Regions from separate parts of the Gasterosteus aculeatus genome. Here region 2 is linked to region 1. The links are chromatin contacts, called in public Hi-C maps. All regions are on one chromosome and are shown on one strand. The core of a region is the stretch at or near the end of the contact, and the rest is flanking DNA. Distances in the headings are between cores, read along the strand shown.

Region 1 (4,851 bases), core at 1,273-3,772:
GCGGCGCGGTGCAGGCAAGAGCCGGGGAAATATTGAAATATATATTAAAGAATTATTTCTCAATGGGAAACAGCAACAGCAATAAAAAAAGTAATAATGGAAGGTGTTGTGCGGGGAAAGCCACTCAGAACAAATCCACATTTATGTGACAACAGTCAGGTTCAGTGGTGGAAGTGATGCAATGATTTTCAATTACAAAACTCTGATGTGGAGAATTAGCTCGCTTTGTCATAAAACACAGGTTCCCGATGCCGCCGGTTTTCTAATAAATAGTGGAAGAAATAAATCCACATTTTATAGAAGCTGATTATTGTTTCTGAAATAAAGGGTTTTAATGTGTTTCCTCAGACACATTTAAAAAAACAAGCTGCTTAAATTGTTTTGACCAGAAAAGAATAAATGCTCATTAACGTCTCATTATTCCCGACGCACAATATGCTTAATAACATCGCAATACAGTTATCTTGAAGTCCATTCGTCAGAGGTCACACAGGGGTCATCAATACTGGTTTAATAAGGTGTTAACATGACAATAGTTATAAATCAATAGGATATAAATCAATGTATTTATGATTGTGGCATAAATAAAAAATGCACACATTGTTGAAAACGTACACATAATTACACAGCCTGCTTGTCTGTACACAGGAGCCGTTTAGCTTCCCGTCTGCTGACAGCTGCCTCTGGGTCCTCCTTAATAATCGCACATTTACATTCTGGACTGCGACATAAATACTTACACTTAAATGAATAAATTATGCGGTGGCCTTGACACAAAATGGTTAGGAGAGAATTATTATTATTTTTTTTTAAGTTAAGTTATGAAAGATAAAGAAGTAAATAAGTTTCCAAGATCTGTTTTGACCATCATGTATTTTCAAGTCAGACTGCTCCGCAGTCCCACTCTTAATGTGCTTCAGGTTTTATTCATTTTTTTTGATAAAAATGAATTTATGGTGACATTCAGTTACGTGATAAAAGCTGCTACTGGTATTATTGTTCATCTTTTATATGGTAAATTCATGTCAAAAAGTGCCCTCAGTAGACTGCGGATCTCGGCCAAGTGCTTCTGCGATGACCACTGCTTTCATGTTGTTGCTTTATGTTGAATGGATACCAACCGAAATTCAAATACACGTCTCACGTATCATTTAAAATATAGGTGTTGTTACAGGCTTAGGAATCAGTCAAGGGAAATACCGTACCATACCATGCAGCTACCACTCCCAAAATCCCCAGAGGGTGATAAAAGCTTAATTGTTCCTAACCTGCAATCACTACACAACAACAGGAATAAATAGTAAGAATCCTCGGTGGTTATTTCCCGCTGCTAAGTGATTCTGTTGACCCATCAAAAAGAGAGGAGTCCGTTTCTGAACCCGAGCCCGATTCCCTGGGTGTGTGTTTCAGCGAGAACGTCATTAGTAGTGGATGACCTATATAGAGGGGGCGGCTGCTTGTTACAGTCTAATTCTCACCCTAAATGGCCTGCGAGAGGGCTTGTTCGGCGGGAGATAATGTGTTTGTTATGGACACTAATGATACAGCGGAAGCAAACTAACGACCCACCCTGGGTGTCCCACCGAGTTCAGTGGCTTCATCACTCCCATTATATGAAAAGTTGGGAGAGATCTGCTCATGGGCGTCCTTTTTCTGGAGAGGGACACAATGAGCGGAGGTAGAGAGAGAGCAGAGCGAATGAGAAGGAAGGAGAAGTCTTTTGCCTACAAGTTGAGGCCATGCACGAAACACACAATGAGTGCGTTGCTAAAAAAAAATAACAACAATGGACTAATGAGAAAGCCTGAGAAGGCTGGTTTGTAAGCCAAACAGCACAGACGAGTTTAGACGGATGCCGTGGGTCTTGGCAGCAGACAGACAGGGACATCAGAATGAAGAATGGAGAAACGGAGGAAAGGACGAGAGGTCGCGGGTCGAGAGTGTGAGGAAGATCCACCGCAAGGTGACTTTAAACGAATCAGATCCTCGGATTTGCACACCTGCTTTATGTCTCCAGATAATTAACTGCCACATGTGTCCTTGAGGGTTTTTAGTATTTCCATAATGATTCCACCATTAATCATCGCCGTCCAGGAGGACGTCTTTTGGTCGAATCCACTGTCACTACAGTCTGTGGCTTCAGTTAAATACCAGAGGAAATAAAAACACAGCGCCGTCGGCATGTTAAGGCCCATTGCACAGGACCGCATGATAAACACACCGAGGTAAATTAGGAGAGACTCGCCCGCCTCTATAAATCCTTCAGCCGTGGCTCATCATCGCGTTATCTGGACAACATCTAATGAGCTCTAAATTTGAGAGCGTTCACATCTCTGCCGTTTGATGCCACAGCTGTCAAAGAACACTTTCATCCCGCCATGACGGCAGTGTGTCTGCACACACTCACACACACACACACACATACGTGTTACAGGAACTTATCCAGCTGACGCCCGCGCAGGGACAAGACGTGGGGTGATGAGTTGCATCTGCTCGAGGAGATTAAGGAACGGCGACGGTAACGAACGATTCCGCGCACCACACTGCGTAACGTCGAGGCAATGGGTGTGAAGGCGCTGGGGAGACGCGGACGGGCACCGAGGGAATGAGCGACTTGCAGAGAGGGAAACGTGTTTACCCTCCCAAGCAGGTCTAAAAAATAGAAAAAAAAACACCCGGCACCAGTCGCCTGTGAAAACAAATCCAGATGACCCGCAGCACTGGCAGCCTGCAAGCCTGTGAACAAAGACATTCTGTGGACTGATATCAGAGCTACGGGGGCCTGCCGGTGTCAAACATGGCTGCAGACAGGCAGCGGGGATTTGTCATATGTCCTTTTTACCAGATTAACAAGACCCGTGTCCTTCCATCTGCCCGACCTTGTTAATTGTGTGTCGCATGATTACGTGCCCGTGCGTGTCCACCATCCCCGACCGTCGGTGCACTAGGATCAGCTGCGGTCGAGACAGTGTTTTTTTGTTGTTGGTTACGGTTGTTGTTGCATGTACCTCCAGGCTGCCCAGGCTAAGTCACGCCACGCTCTCCTCCCTTCTCTCCACTCCTCTGCCTCCCTCTCGCCCTCCTCTCGCTCGACATTCCCGGCTGCTATAATTAGAGTAATTGGAATCAGATGATTGGAAAGGAATGCAGACGGGGCTGCGGGGCTTTCACGCACGGGGAAATCAGCTGGAAGAGAGTCCATTTGAGGGTTGGGAGGCCCGGTGGAGGACGAGGTCCGCCTGTCCCGCATTCAGTTGCTAATGCTTTAACGCAACCAAATAACCCAACGGAGTCTCCACGCCGGTGCCGGCAATACTCATATGCATGATGCCAGGCGAGGCGATGCACGAGGGCAGAGTTCGGCGAACCGTTCCGATGACTGGAGTGTGATTTGTACATAAGTAATAAGTCTCACTTCAATCTCCCTCATCCAACACACGCTTGGGTTTTGGGAGGAGCAACACACAAACATTTCATGGGGGGGTGGGGGATTGGAGCCACAGGGTGGTGGAGGCACACATCGCGTGATGAAAGTTGGATACACACTAGGGGCCAGAATATTAAAGGTTAGAATCCATCGGTGAGAGGGCAAGTTTCATTAAACTGTGCCAGAAGCAAATTCTCCATCCAAGTCGAAAGGGAATGTAAGAGAGAGAGAGAGAGAGAGTGATATGAAAGAGAGAGAGAGAGAGAGAGTGATATGAAAGAGAGAGAGAGAGAGAGAGAGTGATATGAAAGAGAGAGAGAGTTGTATAGCAGGACGCTAGGCTGGTTTCATTCTGCTGAAAGTCACAGTTGAAAGTCAGCCTGATTGTTTGCTGTTTGTGTGCTGTGGCGTGGGAAGCGTATTAGATTCCCTGGAGGCACCGGCAGCTTAATGAAGGAAAGACACACACACACACACACACACACACACACACACACACACACACAAGAGCTGGGACTCCTTGTCAAAAGGGGGCAGTGTTGCCTCTAAGTGTGCGCGACGGAGGGCGTGTGGACGTGGTCTTTGCTTATCTAGTCAAAGACCTGGACCCGCATGCAGCCAACGGAGGTGGATCGAATTAGACTCACCATCCCGAATTCAGCGGCACGTGCCCAGCGAAGCCCAAATGAGAGGCTTGTTCGTCAGGTTCAAGCTCTCCGTCTCATTGCCCGTAACGTCGGGGTTGGAGGTTTGGAGGAAAGCTGCGAGCGCGCCGCCGTTTCTCGCGCTAGTTGCATCTGTCCGTGCGGGCTTGAAATGTGTGAATGCGGCTCTTTTGTTTCTGTCTGCCACGTGCTGCCGGACAGCTCGGAGCCTTTGTCTTCCTGCGATGCTCCCGGATCTCGGTTCGTTACAGAGCGTAATTAGCGTGGTGCGGGCGGGCTCCCCAGCCGACGCACAAAACTCATTAAATTCCAGTAGGCGGCTTCTCTTTTTTTGGGCTTTTTCGCTGGCACGCTCTCTTCGCTCCATATTAATCTTCCTTCCAACTCAAACTTCATTTCTCTGAGATAATGTTTATGGGAGGAATAACCGCCACTGCCCTCGCATGCAATAACACGGCTTCTTTTCCTCTTAAATCCAAATGCGGTTTTGTAATGTTGTGATCCAAGGTCAGGTCTAATGAGTGTCTGGCTAATCAGATGCAAGGTGCCGCCGTGCCTCCCCGATGAGTGCAGCAGGTCGAAGACGAGGCCGCTGCACTCCCACTCACGCTCTCTCTCTCTCTCCGTCATTGCCTCTATCTCTCCGCCTGCATCTCCAGACAATGACCAGCCTCATTTCCAGACTCCCTCCCGCAGTCTCCCTCGCTCCTAACAGGGCCACACAAACAAGGTCATTCAGACCGCTGTAAGAGGAAGATG
Region 2 (4,851 bases), core at 1,479-3,978, 81 kb after region 1:
TATAATGTAGCCTTATTGATTTAATCGTAATTCAGTGATTCAGTGTAGCGAATATTTGTATCGATCCGCTGCGGTTTTTATGTTTGTCACCTCGTGAACCCCATTTGATATCACCAGCAGTTATCTTTATAAATGGCTTTTCTGTCTCTTTTCTAAAGACAGAACAAAGTGTTCCAATTATCTCTGCAAGTCCAAGAGTTTAATGTGATTAAACAAATGTGCCACGGCCTTCTGTGAGACAAATACAAAGAAATCCTCCAACTCCGGGTCATTACGGAGTAAAACAAACCAGGTTTTATTAGCGCAATGATAGACATTTTGGAGGTGGCGGGGGAGGGGGAGAGGGGGCAGGGGGGCAAAGTCTCCAAAGCCAACTGCTAAAACACGCACCCGATCCCCAGCGAGGAGATTGGATTCCTACTAGCGGCTCCCGGCAGCACCACCCGGGTCACTGCACAATCTGCACGGGTCAGCGCAGAGGCAGCGCTGCGAGCCGGTTTGCCGCTGTGCATTAACTGGCCTGCGCTAACCCGCAAAACCCGCGCCGCCCGAACAGAGAGAGAGCAGGGGGGGGAGAAGAGGGAACCACGCGCACTCCGTGGACACAGCGAGGGAAAGATTACAGAAAAACACAAGCGTGGTGACGAAATCCTCAAAGTACGTCGGTTCCGAACTCAAGAAGCTACAGTTGGGTTTATGGACTAAATGGCGTGTTACACGTTCGGAGCCGTGCTGGTGTTTCAGGCGCAGGGTAAAAAGAGGTATATTCAGACAAACCATAAGTCACCTAAAAATGAGGGGTTACGTGTCCTTTACCAAATGTTTGTCGGCAGAGGACAACAGATTTGAGGTCAGCATCATCTATATCGTAGACTATACTTCTCATGCGCTCACAGCGGCTTTCCTTGCTGTCTCACATTCTGTGGTTCCTGGCCTCTGGACCTGACGGGAAGCCTTCAGGCTGCGCCGTGTTTGGAAACACGATAGCGAAAAAGAGCATGTTTGGGTCAGACGGTGCCCCGGCTAGCATATACAAGAGCATATAGAGTCAGCGCGCGCCACAAGCCGCAGCTTTATTTAAAAACCTGTCGGTTTGTGAAGAAAGGTCATTCAGGGTTGCCCAAATATCTGAAGCAGCCTTAGGGGGGGAGGAGGGGGGGGGTGTTAAAGGACGACACATGCAAACTAATCCTTGGTCTGCGACAAGTAGGAAACAGAGGAGGGAATGTGGAACACTAGCGGCCCCTTAAAGGTGTCGACACAGAAAGAAAGATTGGCAGTGCTTTGGGACTCCAAATGGCGCCACTTGTATTCTGGCATTTTACAGGTGTAGCTGCCTGCCGGGCCCAGAATTCTCTCCACACTTCATTTCACCCCATTTCTACCACGGGCCTGTGTGGGAGGGGAAGTGGTCACACTGTAAAGACTTGGAATAAGAGCCACTTTGGCTGCACGCTATGATGTGAACGTCACCCCACAATCTGCGTCAAAACATTTTTAACAATACCTTATTATGTCAAAAGGGGCGCGCTCCATCGAGATAGCAGGGAACCCCTCGGGAACGGGACATTTGTGGGGCCTGTGACAATGCTCACCTCTGTAGGAGGATTCATGGGGGCTGTTGACGACCGCCAACAACGAACCACGCCAGCGTAATTATGCGTGTCCATTTGAACATAATATGGGAAGAACACGAGCTGCGTGGGAGCCGGGGGTGACTGCTGCGTGCGTGTGTGTCTGTGCGTTGGAGAAAGAATTCATGTTAGTGTGTGTGTGTGTTGGCTGATTGAATGCGGGTGTCTGTGTTGCATGCTTGTGTGACAAGAGAACAGGAGCCGAGATCTAAAGAACACATGTTTAGGGTCCTTTGCGGAGCAGTGCTTTGAGTTGACAGTGTTATTTGGGTTTGGGTATTTCAAAGGGCTGCTGAGGATAAAAGACACGTCTCTGGAGCTTACGGTTGCTACACATTTTCCTCTTTTCAGATTCCAATATTTCACAGCCATTCACTTTGAGAGATGCTGAGTGCATTGTTTTTAAGGCGAACTATACGGCAGATACTTCATATATGTCGTTTGCAGACTCAAGTAGTTTATATTGGTTTAGTGAAGTTCTAAATATAACTATTTTTTACTCATACTTTTTTTTAAATTTACTGCAGGAATTTATATCCTTCCATGGCAACGGTTAATAAAACAAAAAGCTGTTGCACGGTGACCTCATAACACAATGATGCAAGTGTTTGATTCCTGCCGGAAATTAAATAATTCCAACATCCTTCTTCTTTTTTTTAGTTGTCATAGTTTGTGCCGGGATTTCTATGTACCGTTATAGAGGTTACGCGCCAGATGATTGCACAACCGATCACCGTTAACGTCGGTCACATTGGATGGATGTTAACGACTGATCACATGGGTAAATCATTTTACGATTTGCTTTCTCTTTCAAATGAACTTATCTTGAACTTGTCTAACGGACGTTGCCGAGTACAATTACTGATGGCCAGAGCGGTGGAAATAAGACCGGAGCTGTAATGAACGTAAACGTTTTAAAAGTGTATTTTAAACGCAGCATTCATCATTTAAAAAAGGGCCTTATGATCCCCATGGGCACATAAAATGCTCTGTGCGTTTCCCCGAGCTGCGTGAGGCTCAAGCTGGCGGCGGAGGCACGGAGGCTGGCAGAGTCAGTCAGGGTGACCTCATGTGTTTGGCACAGGGAATGCCTATCAGGTTTCCCTCTGCGCAGATTCCAGCTTGCTCACTGCACACCAGCCCCGGGACAAAACCCCCCCTACGCAACCACCCACCCGCCCTTAGGCCTGTGTGTGTGTGTGTGTGTGTGTGTGTGTGTGTGTGTGTGTGTGTGTGTGTGTGTGTGTGTGTGAGGAAGGGGACATAATTGCATGTCTGTGTGTGTGTGTGAGAGGGACAGAAAGTGAGAGCGAGATAGATAAATTATATGAGATAAATTATTCAGAGGGAAAGAGAGACTGCAGGAGGGTGATCTGTGTGTCAGATCCCTCCGGTGAACTCTGTGAACTCACCAAGGGCTCCCGCCCTTCCTCGCATACACCCCCACCCCCCCCAACACCACCACCTTCCTCAACGATACACATCCAGCACTCATGTTTCCTCTCAGGCTGTTATGTATACACATGGTAATGTGGGCCATTGTTTATTGGGGGGTTTGAAAGTGTGTGAAACATTTGTGGCATTCCATGTGAAGCTGAAGAAACTTTGGCTTGTTGACATCTGATGATATCAATGAATAATAGATGGAATAGAATTGTATAAAATATCAGGGGTCGGGGTTCAATAGCTTTTTAGAAAATCTGAATTTTCTCAGTAGAATCTATTTCAAAAACAAAAAACCACAGTGGTTACTCTGCAGTAGCGTTGTGCGTCCCGCCGTAAGACAATGGGTTAGGTAAGCAAACACTACTGGCAACAGTCGCTACGGCAACACCGCAGAAACACACACCCGGCGGTCCTGTTAATAAAGCCCCGACGGGGCTCAACAGCTTCCCATTTCACAAATCACTGCCATGCACTCACACTGCTCAACACACGCGACACGCCGGTTGGCGCTGCCATCAGCCAGGAGAAAACCAAAGAAAACCGCAACCCTCGAGTGGGCAGCGATGGAGCGGTCGGGGGGGGGGCATCCGGCTGGCTGTTAAACTGCTATCTATAACTAAGCAGATAGGAAGTCCGGACAGGAAGTCTGCATAGCCGGGGCGAGGAGTCTCTAAACAGCGCGACCACGCCGGGTAAGTGGTGGGGAAGCGCTGGCTCGCCATTGCCAGTGTTTATGCAAGGTTCTGAGGAAGGCGGAGTAACGCCAGCTTAGTGATTAATTGCCGACCCAAAGTGCTGAGGACACGCAATCCCCCGCGAATGGCGCCGACTGCAGATCCGACAGGGGTTTATTGCTTTATCGGCTGAATCCTAATGTGACCCTATTCCCTCCCCTCCCTCTGACGGTTCCGGTGGTGCCGAAGAGCACCCCGGAATATTCGGCAAAGTGCCCCTGCGGTTATCGTAGGATGTAGTTTAAATCCTCACCGTTTTGTAGTTTTCAGTGCATTTTCCGTTGATTGCCTGAAATAATAAGCACTGAGCAGCCTGCGTGCACGGGGCTTTGCTACAGCTCTCTGAGGGTTGATAGAAAGTTCCCTATACAGCATTATTCCTCCCAATATGTTGGGGGAAGCATGGCATATGGCGGTTACACAAGCATGCAGCTGTTGTTTTTTGGGGCTAGAGATAAATAATGGATACAAGTCTTCTACAGGGTACTCAAAGACAGCTAATGAGCGAAAGAACGCAGACAGGGAATAAGTAACAGTTTTTCAAAGCCACTGCTTTCTAACAATTTTACAGGAGGAGCCTCAAGGACAAAACAAATGCAGGAGCATTAAAAAACATCAGTATTCATCAACTGTAAAAGTACTCAAATGCTAACATTTGCATATATTCATAACTTTTAACGGGAATAATGTACATATCTTAATTCAGACACAGAAAACTGTCCTACTTAAATGCAAAAGCATAGCATCTGCGTGTACTTCCTTTCCCACACACACACACTCACACTGTCCTACTCCTGCAAACGTGACTGACCTTAATAATTTAGGGTCATAAAGAAGAGAGGCATTTGCTTCGATGCTGATCACACGGGGAGAAACTGGTATTCTGCATCAAACCCTCCTGTTGGTTCATCATATTTAGGCATTAATCCGTGTGTGCACAGGGAGCTCCGTGAGGCAACATGACGAACTGCTGAAAAGGGAGAGGACCGGCATCTTGCACGGAGGCCACATATCATAATGACACTTTTTAATTCTCC

The links. Hi-C and Micro-C count contacts between places; a contact is called where the count stands out from the background.
Region 2: a contact with region 1 is called in a Hi-C map of skeletal muscle, with 1.9 times the contacts expected there. The contact joins two enhancer-like sites. A contact is called at or near these places in 3 of 6 Hi-C or Micro-C datasets (skeletal muscle and whole body).

The regions. Positions count from the first base shown.
Region 1 is chr10:6,393,154-6,398,004 of fGasAcu3.hap1.1, forward strand. The region is part of intron 4 of rbms3 (RNA binding motif, single stranded interacting protein); the gene reads right to left. Among protein-coding and RNA genes, the nearest start is that of LOC144383545, 78 kb to the left of the region's middle. Within about 2 kb of position 2,523, at least 1 of the 9 cell types and tissues checked has open chromatin away from gene starts, as enhancers often do.
Region 2 is chr10:6,474,198-6,479,048 of fGasAcu3.hap1.1, forward strand. All of the region lies in intron 1 of rbms3 (RNA binding motif, single stranded interacting protein), which reads right to left. Among protein-coding and RNA genes, the nearest start is that of rbms3, 28 kb to the right of the region's middle. Within about 2 kb of position 2,729, at least 4 of the 9 cell types and tissues checked have open chromatin away from gene starts, as enhancers often do.